2 separate regions of the Pan troglodytes genome follow, and region 2 is linked to region 1. The links are chromatin contacts, called in public HiChIP or PLAC-seq maps. All regions are on one chromosome and are shown on one strand. The core of a region is the stretch at or near the end of the contact, and the rest is flanking DNA. Distances in the headings are between cores, read along the strand shown.

Region 1 (4,354 bases), core at 430-2,929:
ACAAAATAGAGGCTGAATAGCTCCCCCAGGACACACATATAGTAAGGTGTGGAGGTATAATAAAACCCAGGCAGTTTAACTTCAAAGACAGAGCTCTTAGTCACTGTGCGTACTGTCACTCTTAAACAGAGGACAAAGAAGTTACTCAAACAAGGTCCCAGGAGAGACAGAAAGAGGAGCATTTAAGTATAATTACAAAGATTATCTAAGAGGGAAATAAATAAGGATGGTATAAAGTTTCAGACTGCTAGCAGGAAGTTGAGGGACTACTTCTCAGTCTCTTTCTCAATATTATTTTCCTAGACTCATCCCTGAATATAAAAATTCCCTTCTCAGGTTCGTTTTCCACATAGTTTCAAGGGGAAAAAGAACCTCTGGCTATAGTCGACCTTCACATGAGTGAGATTTTATTTCTGTCCAAGGTTAGTCTGGGTAGTTTAGCTCCCTTATCTGAAACTTACCAAAAAGTTTAAGTTGATGACATCCAAATCTAACCTCAAATCTCTTACTGCCAATGTTTTAGCGTAAGAATATAAGTTAGATTTCTACGTATTAACATGGGAATAAGTTCAACTTATACCATTAAAGTGAAAAAACTGGACATTTTGATCCGATTTCTGAAAATAATAGGTATTACCTCTAGCATCGAAAACATCTGGAATAATATACTTCAATCTATTAACAGAGGTCATCTCTGGCGGATGTGGTTACAGGCATCTTTCACTCTATAATTTAAATTTTTATGACCGTGTAGTAAACGGGGAAAATAAGATTTTGTTCCTGTTAGAAGCAGATATCCTGTCTTCTCTGCTTGACTGAGTTCCTTAACAGCGGGTCATATTCACTGGTATATACCTATAGCACATAGCTGGGCTCACTAAGATTCCACAACAAACGAATGAATTAATCAATGATTAGGAGTTTTGAGCATCTCAAATAACTGTTGAGGGAAACATATACACACAAATGCATGCATTTTCCCGTTAACGCGCAATGGAGATGAAAGCTGTAAGGGGCCTTGGAAGGCAGTTATTTCGACGTCCCTGCCTACGTTACGATTTTAAAAGCCCGATTACGATTACAAGTGTCCCGAGGGGATGAAAGTACAGCTTTCTTTAGTAGTCCCTGCTAACACTAATTTACCCTTGCCATGGGAGAACTCAGAAGCTGAGTTCAGAATTGGAGTCGGCCCTGGTCGGAGGTGGCGTGTGTTTCGGGGAAAATGAATTCCGCCAGCTCCGAGCAGCGGTTGGGACCGTTACTCACCATTTCTCAGGACGCCAAGCTGGGGCTGGCGGAGCACCGAATTGAAGAGCATCAGGGTCGGAGGAAAAGGCTCAGCTGAGAGAAAAGTCGTAGAAATGCCTCCAAGTTCAGCAGAAATCGCAGCTTGCGCCTCTCACAACACAAATCGTTATCGCCTCCAACTCCCGCCACTGTAAGCCCCGGCCGCCAAACTCCGCGCCAAACTGACGTCACGCTCTCTGATTGGCTTCCGAGCGACGTCCGGGCGCCTCAGAGTCATTTCCCCCTTCGGATCCCCGCCTCCTTTTCTCCCAGCCGCGGGAACCTGGAGTCCAAGAGCTCCTTGAGCGCCTGCGCAGGGGGTAGCCGAGGCGCGGACAAACCGCGGGGTGACCAGGGCGCATGCGTAACAGGGCTTGACAGCGCGCGGAAGAAAAACCAGCAAGAAGGCGGCGGGGGAAGATGGCGGTCCTGGGGTAGAGTTTGCAATCTTTCTGACTAGGCTAGTCGAGTAACTATTCGGGTCATGGCGTCAAACTCAACTAAGTCTTTCCTGGCAGATGCCGGCTATGGCGAACAGGAACTGGATGCCAACTCTGCCCTTATGGAATTGGACAAAGGTATTCGAAAGAGGGGCTGAATGGGTGAAACAAGCGTGGGGGGAAGTGGCGCCACCAGGTGGTGGTTGCTTTGGGAGAAGACGGATAGGCGCATGCGCATATCTTCGCTGGGCGGGGAGCGCCTGTGCTTTTGCTGGGGCGTGGGCTTTGACCCCTTCGGGAGGTTGCGGAAAATTTGCAGGATTGTGTGACTGGCCTTATAGCGGCTAAACAAGTAGCGAGCTCTAGTGAGAGGCCCGTTTTGACCACTTGAGGGAGCAGTCCCCCGATTTTCTAAGCAGTGACAGTGGCTAGTTTCTAAGAGACACTGCAAAGAAATTGTGAAATTGGTTTTCAGTCTGTTCAGTTGAGACCAGGTCTTCATGAAATGTGCTGAATAGTAATCTTGCACCGACTTGACAGCGATTCATTTGATTTCCATAGCTCTGTTACCTGCGGGTTACAAGGCAGGCTAAACCTGGCCAAGACCATAAAAAAGCAAGGGCCCTGCTCATTCTCTGCGGACAAGTTCCAGGAGTTCTGTTTCCGTACAGGGAGCAGCTTGGTGTAGAAGGAGCTTTGGGGTTACACTGAGTTAAATTTCAATGCCGATAATTTTATGATTAACTTCATCTAGCCTCGGTTTGTCGTCTGCAAAGTGGGTACAGTACCATTGAGCCGGCAGAATTGTATTAAGTGACTTAATGGTATGCAAAAGAAGCATTTAGTAAATGCTGAAGAGATATACCTCCCTTCTTAGATGTGGATATGGGAGGCAAGGTCGGAAATTTGTTAGTAAAGAACTCGACTAGTAATATGAAACCTTTATTTCATATTAAGGATTTTTATTGTACAGGAAACATTTCGGCAGCTGGTATACAATTAAATCTTGATTAATTGTAGCCAATATATAATGTTGGAGAACTGGACTAGAACTCAGAAGGATTTGAGCCACTTCCCAGTTTTCTGAGTTGGACATGTCTATTAACTTTTTTGGGACTCTTTTTCTGTTTGTTTTTTAAACTGAATATTTTTAGTGGGTTAGTCTAAATAAGAGTTTCTCAGGCTCTTAAAAAAGCTTTTACCTTATTTTGATAAACACAAAAATTTCACAGCCCCCTAATGGGATATTCTTTTGGTTGAGTCTCAGTATCTTTAGTGCACCCCCATCAACCAAGAAAATTATGTTGAACTTTTCTTTCTCTTACCAAATCTTTAGGGGTTTTCTCCTCTGGAAAAAAAAAAAAAAACTATAATACTAAATGTGTTTTTCTTTTTTTTTTGGAGACAGAGTGTTGCTCTGTTGCCCAGGCTAGAGTGCAGTGGCGCCATCTCGGCTCACTGCAACCTCCGCCTCCCGGGTTCAAACGGTTCTCCTGCCTCAGCCTCCCGAGTAGCTGGAATTACAGGCGCCCGCCACCACGCCCGGCCAATTTTTGTATTTTTAGTATAGACGGGGTTTCACCATGTTGGCCAGGCTGGTCTCCAACTCCTGACCTCAGGTGATCCGTCCGCCTCGGCCTTCCAAAGTGCTGGGATTTACAGGCATGAGCCACCGCGCCCGGCCTTAAATGTGTTTTTCAAACACTTTCCTCCTCATTCTGATACATTTCTTTCTTATTCCTCAGTGAAAGTTACAGGTCAGGATAATATCTAATATCCCTACAAGTTCTAAGGACATTTTCTACCATTCTGGTGCAGCTGAGCTTGTCTCATGCTGACAGTAGGATAGTGGTTGTGGAACAGGGATAAAGATGGGGCACTGAAGAGGAGTCTAGAATGGTTTAATTCCTCAAATTTTGCAGTTGTAAGAAAAAAACCACAATTTTTCCTTTTTAAAGAAGAGTTGAAATGAAAATATTTTATATCTGTAGGAAAGAAATCAGGTGTCAATCTTAGACACAGAGTAAGTGATCATTTTCACTCCTCCCAGCAATGCCTGGCGTGAGTATTTTACAGATGAATCTCAGGCTCAGAAAGATGACTTGTTCTTTTTCATCTCATCTGTAGTAACTTTTAAAGCTGTTAGGAAATTAAGTTATAGCCAGTTTCGTGTAGAATATAGTTGAGTATTTTAAATATTGAGTCATTTCATCTTGAACCTGTTAAAGTATTTCTGTTTTGTGAGCTAAAGGTCAGAAGGCTACAAGTTCCAACTCTTTTTTTCGTTCCCAAACTCCAAGGAATACTGTTTCTGAAATATCTCCCCCACCTCAGCATGCACACTCAGACACATGACTTATTTGATCAGGCTTTGTACTAGGAACATGGCAGTTAATGAGACAAAACTCCTGCCCCTATAGAGCTTACATTCTAGACAGCAGATGCAGACACTCAGCAAATATAGCAAACGTGACAGTTAGTGATACATATTATAAAGGAAAATGAAGCAATGAAAGGGACTGGAGAAAACTGATCTGGGGCTGGAGTTGATTTCTTATTTTATGAAGGATAGGCAAGAAAGACCTCCTCAATCAAGTGGAAGAACAGCAAGTACAAAGGCCCTGAGG
Region 2 (4,503 bases), core at 1,009-3,508, 360 kb after region 1:
AGTGTGCGTTTAGAGCAAAAGCAGAAGTGGCCAGAGAGAAGGTGCAGGACTGGATTTGGGGCAGGATAACCAAACAGCTCTTTTTTTTTTTTTTTTTTTTTTCTTGAGACGGAGTCTCACTCCGTCGCCTAGGCTGGAGTGCAATGGTGTGATCTCCACTCACTGCAACCTCTGCCACTCGGGTTCAAGCGATTCTTCTGCCTCAGCCTCCCGAGTAGCTGGGATTACAGGTGCCTGCCATCGCGTCTAATTTTTGTATTTTTAGTAGAGACGGGGTTCACCATGTTGGCCGGGCTGATCTTGAACTCCTGACCTCGTGATCCACCCGCCTTGACCTCCCAACGTGCTGGGATTACAGGTGTGAGCCACCATGCCCGGCCAGGGCTCTGTCTTATACAGTTTCATGTTGCTATAATAGGATGCCACAGACTGGACAATTTATAAACAATAGTTTATTTGGCTCACGGTTCTGGAAGCTAGGAAGTCCAAGATCAAGGGGTAGCATCTGGCAGCAGCCTTTTCTCTGGGTCAAAAAATAGCGGAAGGCATCACATGGTAAGAGAAACAGCAAGGGAAAGCCAAAACGCATTTTTATAACCAACCGGCTCTCAAGATAACCCACTCCTGTGATTACGTTAATCCATTCGTGAGGGCGTAGCCCTCATAACCCAATCAATTTAAAGGTCTCACCTCTTAACACTTTTGCATTAAGAATAAAGTTTCCAACACATGAACTTTGGGGGATACATTCAAACCACAGCAAGCTCTATGGATACCAATCTGTAAGAGGCACAAAAATAAAAAAAATGATGCTAATTAACACAGCCACTTGCAGTTCCTTACATAACTTTTGAAACCTAAATTGGTCCTATTCCCCTGAGGTAAGACAGTGCCCTTGAATGTTAATTTAAAAATTCTCCTGGTTGGCAATTCCAATTATCTTATGTTATATTCAGGGCATGTAATAAGTCCCTTATTTTTACATAAAGAGCTTTTAAATTCTTATTAATAGAAAATCAGGTGTCTTTTAATCCTTTGCTGAACAGATATTTAAAGAAAACTGGCCTGTTCATGCATTTCCAAATTATTAGCTTTCTGGTAATGTACATATTCCTCTAACAAGCCCTGGATGGAGGCCTCTAAGTCCTCCTTCCCCGGTAAATATGGGGCTGTTCATTTGGCTGGGTAAGCTGAGAACGTTGGTTTGTGTGGGTGCGTAAAAGAGAATCTGTGTTCAATGAAGTATTGTCAATAGGGTTAATTATGTATTTGGCACACATAAACGGGACAAGACGTGTAAAGTACTTGGTAGGAGAGCGACTGTATTTCTTCTTTTTTTTTTTTTTGGAGACTGGGTGTCACTGTGTCGCCCAGGCTGGAGTGCAGTGGCGCACGGCTCACTGTAACCTCTGCCTCCCGGGTTCAAGCAATTCCTCATGCCTCAGCCTCCCAAGAAGCTGGGATTACAGGCCTGCAACCCCATGCTCTGTTACTTTTTTTTTTTTTTTTTTTCATTTTTAGTAGAGACGGCGTTTCGCCATGTTGGCCAGGCTGGTCTTGAACTCTTGGCCTCAAGCAATCCGACAGCCTCGGCCTCCCAAAGTGCTAGGATTATAGCCGTGAGCCACAGCGCCCGGCCTAATTTTCGTATTTTCAGTAGAGACGAGGTTTGCCCTGTTGCCCAGGCTGGTCTGAACTCCTGGGCTCAAGCGACCCACCCACCTCGGCTTCCCAAAGTGCTAGGGTTACGGGCGAGCGTGAGTCACCGCGCCCACCCGGGAGTCTGTATTTCTAATTTGTATTCAGCTCTCAGCATATCCTCAACGTGACCCCACCCAGGTTCAGGGTACTGGAACCTGAGCGAGGAAGTCGTGTGCCGGGGAGAGTAGGTAGTGTGAGGGGCCAGAGTGCAAAGGTCAGAAGGCATCTGGTGGAAGCGGTGTGCAAAGAAGCCTGAGGGGAGGTCCTTAGATCTCGGTTACCTTGGCGATCTCTACCAGAGGGTTAGAGTTGCCGAGAGGCGCCAGCTGCCGCTTCCTTTCTCCCGCCCTCCGTTTGGCTTAGCTCGCCCAGTTCTCCCACGGGTTAAAAGCAGACGCCGACGCGGTTGCCTAGTGACACTTTTCCCAAAATGCCTAGGGTATTGTTGTGGTCTTCTTAGCCAATCAGAGAGGCGAAGAGGGCCCACCGCCTGCCAATAGACTGCAAGATCAGGGCCCGCGACGGTTAAACGGGGCCCAAGGCAGGGGTGGCGGGTCAGTGCTGCTCGGGGGCTTCTCCGTCCAGGTCCCTGGAGCTCCTGGTCCCTGGAGCTCCGCACTTGGGGGCGCAACCTGCGTGAGGCAGCGCGACTCTGGCGACTGGCCGGCCATGCCTTCCCGGGCTGAGGACTATGAAGTGTTGTACACCATTGGCACAGGCTCCTACGGCCGCTGCCAGAAGATCCGGAGGAAGAGTGATGGCAAGGTGAGCGTGGGACCTACCCTGCGCCTGCCCCTGCTTAGGTTTCGTCGCCCCGGGGCGAGCGCCCTGCGCCACCGAAGGGAACCGAGAGGGCTGAGGAAATGGGTGCCCGGAAGACTAAACCGTCTTTCCTGGGTCTGCATCTGACAGCCTGTCCTGGGTGGCTTAAAGGATGGGAGACCGCTTCTTTTGATATATGTATTTCCATCTTTTCCCGTTTCTCTCCCCATTTCTCTCTTTCTCCTGCTTTGGCTTGCTAAGGACCTTCCATTGGTGACACGTAACTAATTCCTGAGCTGTTTTTAGAGCTCTAAGAGTGGCCCTCTCTCAGGCACAAGAAAGGGGCAGGACTACCAGAACCCGAAGCTTTGTATCTGCAGTCAGACTCCCTCAAAATATCCATTATTAGGATTATTGGATTCATATTTCCCAATGTATATAGGTAGAACTTTTACAGAAAGTAACATTGGACAGGAAACTGCCTGGCTGCTGATGGAGGGATCTTTACCAAGGTGTCTCATCCTGGGGAAACACGACTGGGGTGGAATGGGGCAGGGACTTTGACCACCTTCACCCCAATTTTGACTATAGTCAAACCTTTTAGCCAACTTCCCACTAATCAACTGAGGGTAGGGGTTGGGGGAGTCCTCATGTGCCTCATTCCCGTTTATCTCCCCACAACATCATTTACTGCTTAGAACTGGAGGAAGATTATGGAAGTAAACTCACAGCTCCTTAAGTTCATTGAACTAAATTAGATAATGACCTTGATTGTAGGATATAATTAAAAGAGAGGTAATTTGTTAAATCTTGGAACTTTCATTCTTTGTTTTTGAGCATAATGAGTTCATTCATACCTTGGAAATTCTTATTTCAGATATTAGTTTGGAAAGAACTTGACTATGGCTCCATGACAGAAGCTGAGAAACAGATGCTTGTTTCTGAAGTGAATTTGCTTCGTGAACTGAAACATCCAAACATCGTTCGTTACTATGATCGGATTATTGACCGGACCAATACAACACTGTACATTGTAATGGAATATTGTGAAGGAGGGGATCTGGCTAGTGTAATTACAAAGGGAACCAAGGAAAGGTAAGCATAATCTTTTAAAAATGTAAGCTGAAATTGGTCTAGTTTCATTTATTTTAAGCATCTTGTTTTGGGATCAGTAATATGGAAGAGTGTACTTGTACTTGTTTGGTAGGTCCATAGTACTTCAGAAAATTCCCAGTGAATCAACACCCATATTTTATATCAAAATAACAATTTATAGGCTGAGTGTGGTGGCTCACACCTGTAATCCCAACACTTTGGGAGGCCGATGCGGGAGGATCACTTGAACCCAGGATTTCAAGACCAGCCTGGGCAACATAGTGGGACCCTGTTTCTACAAAAATTAGCCAGGTATGGTGACATGTGCCTGTAGTCCAAGCTACTTGGGAGGCTGAGGCAAGAGGATTGCTTGAGCCTGGGAGGTCGAGGCTGCAGTGAGCCATGATCGTGCCACTGCATTCCAGCCTGGGTGACAGAGTAAGACCCTGTCTCAAAAAATATAAATAAATAAATAAATAATTTCCCTATTTGTACACTGGATAATTTATATCATCCCATCTTGGCAATGATTTTTTTAGAAGTTATATGCTGTATAACTGCTTTGGTTTCAGGCAATACTTAGATGAAGAGTTTGTTCTTCGAGTGATGACTCAGTTGACTCTGGCCCTGAAGGAATGCCACAGACGAAGTGATGGTGGTCATACCGTATTGCATCGGGATCTGAAACCAGCCAATGTTTTCCTGGATGGCAAGCAAAACGTCAAGCTTGGAGACTTTGGGCTAGCTAGAATATTAAACCACGACACGAGTTTTGCAAAAACATTTGTTGGCACACCTTATTACATGTCTCCTGTAAGTATTTCAGAATTTAGCTACTTTTTAAAACATCTTTTATTTTTGTTTTCTTGTTTGTTTGTTTTTGAGACAGAGTCTCGCTCTGTTGCCCAGGCTGGAGTGCAGTGGTGTGATCTTGGCTCACTGCAA

The links. HiChIP or PLAC-seq counts read pairs in DNA pulled down with a chosen protein or histone mark.
Region 2: a contact with region 1 is called in an H3K4me3 HiChIP or PLAC-seq map of stem cell-derived excitatory neurons, with 7 times the contacts expected there. The contact joins the promoter of NEK2 here to the promoter of INTS7 in region 1. A contact is called at or near these places in 2 of 7 Hi-C or Micro-C datasets (blood and stem cell-derived neural progenitor cells) and 1 of 1 datasets of contacts at active chromatin or transcription factors (stem cell-derived excitatory neurons).

The regions. Positions count from the first base shown.
Region 1 is chr1:37,073,670-37,078,023 of NHGRI_mPanTro3-v2.0_pri, forward strand. INTS7 (integrator complex subunit 7) reads left to right here and starts at 1,680. Exons shown (of 20, transcript NM_001280517.1): 1 at 1,680-1,865. The coding sequence starts at 1,772. It overlaps DTL (denticleless E3 ubiquitin protein ligase homolog), which reads right to left and starts at 1,570. Exons shown (of 15, transcript XM_525058.7): 1 at 1,267-1,570. The coding sequence starts at 1,318.
Region 2 is chr1:37,436,701-37,441,203 of NHGRI_mPanTro3-v2.0_pri, forward strand. NEK2 (NIMA related kinase 2) reads left to right here and starts at 2,259. Exons shown (of 8, transcript NM_001280514.1): 1 at 2,259-2,466; 2 at 3,341-3,558; 3 at 4,131-4,371. The coding sequence starts at 2,371.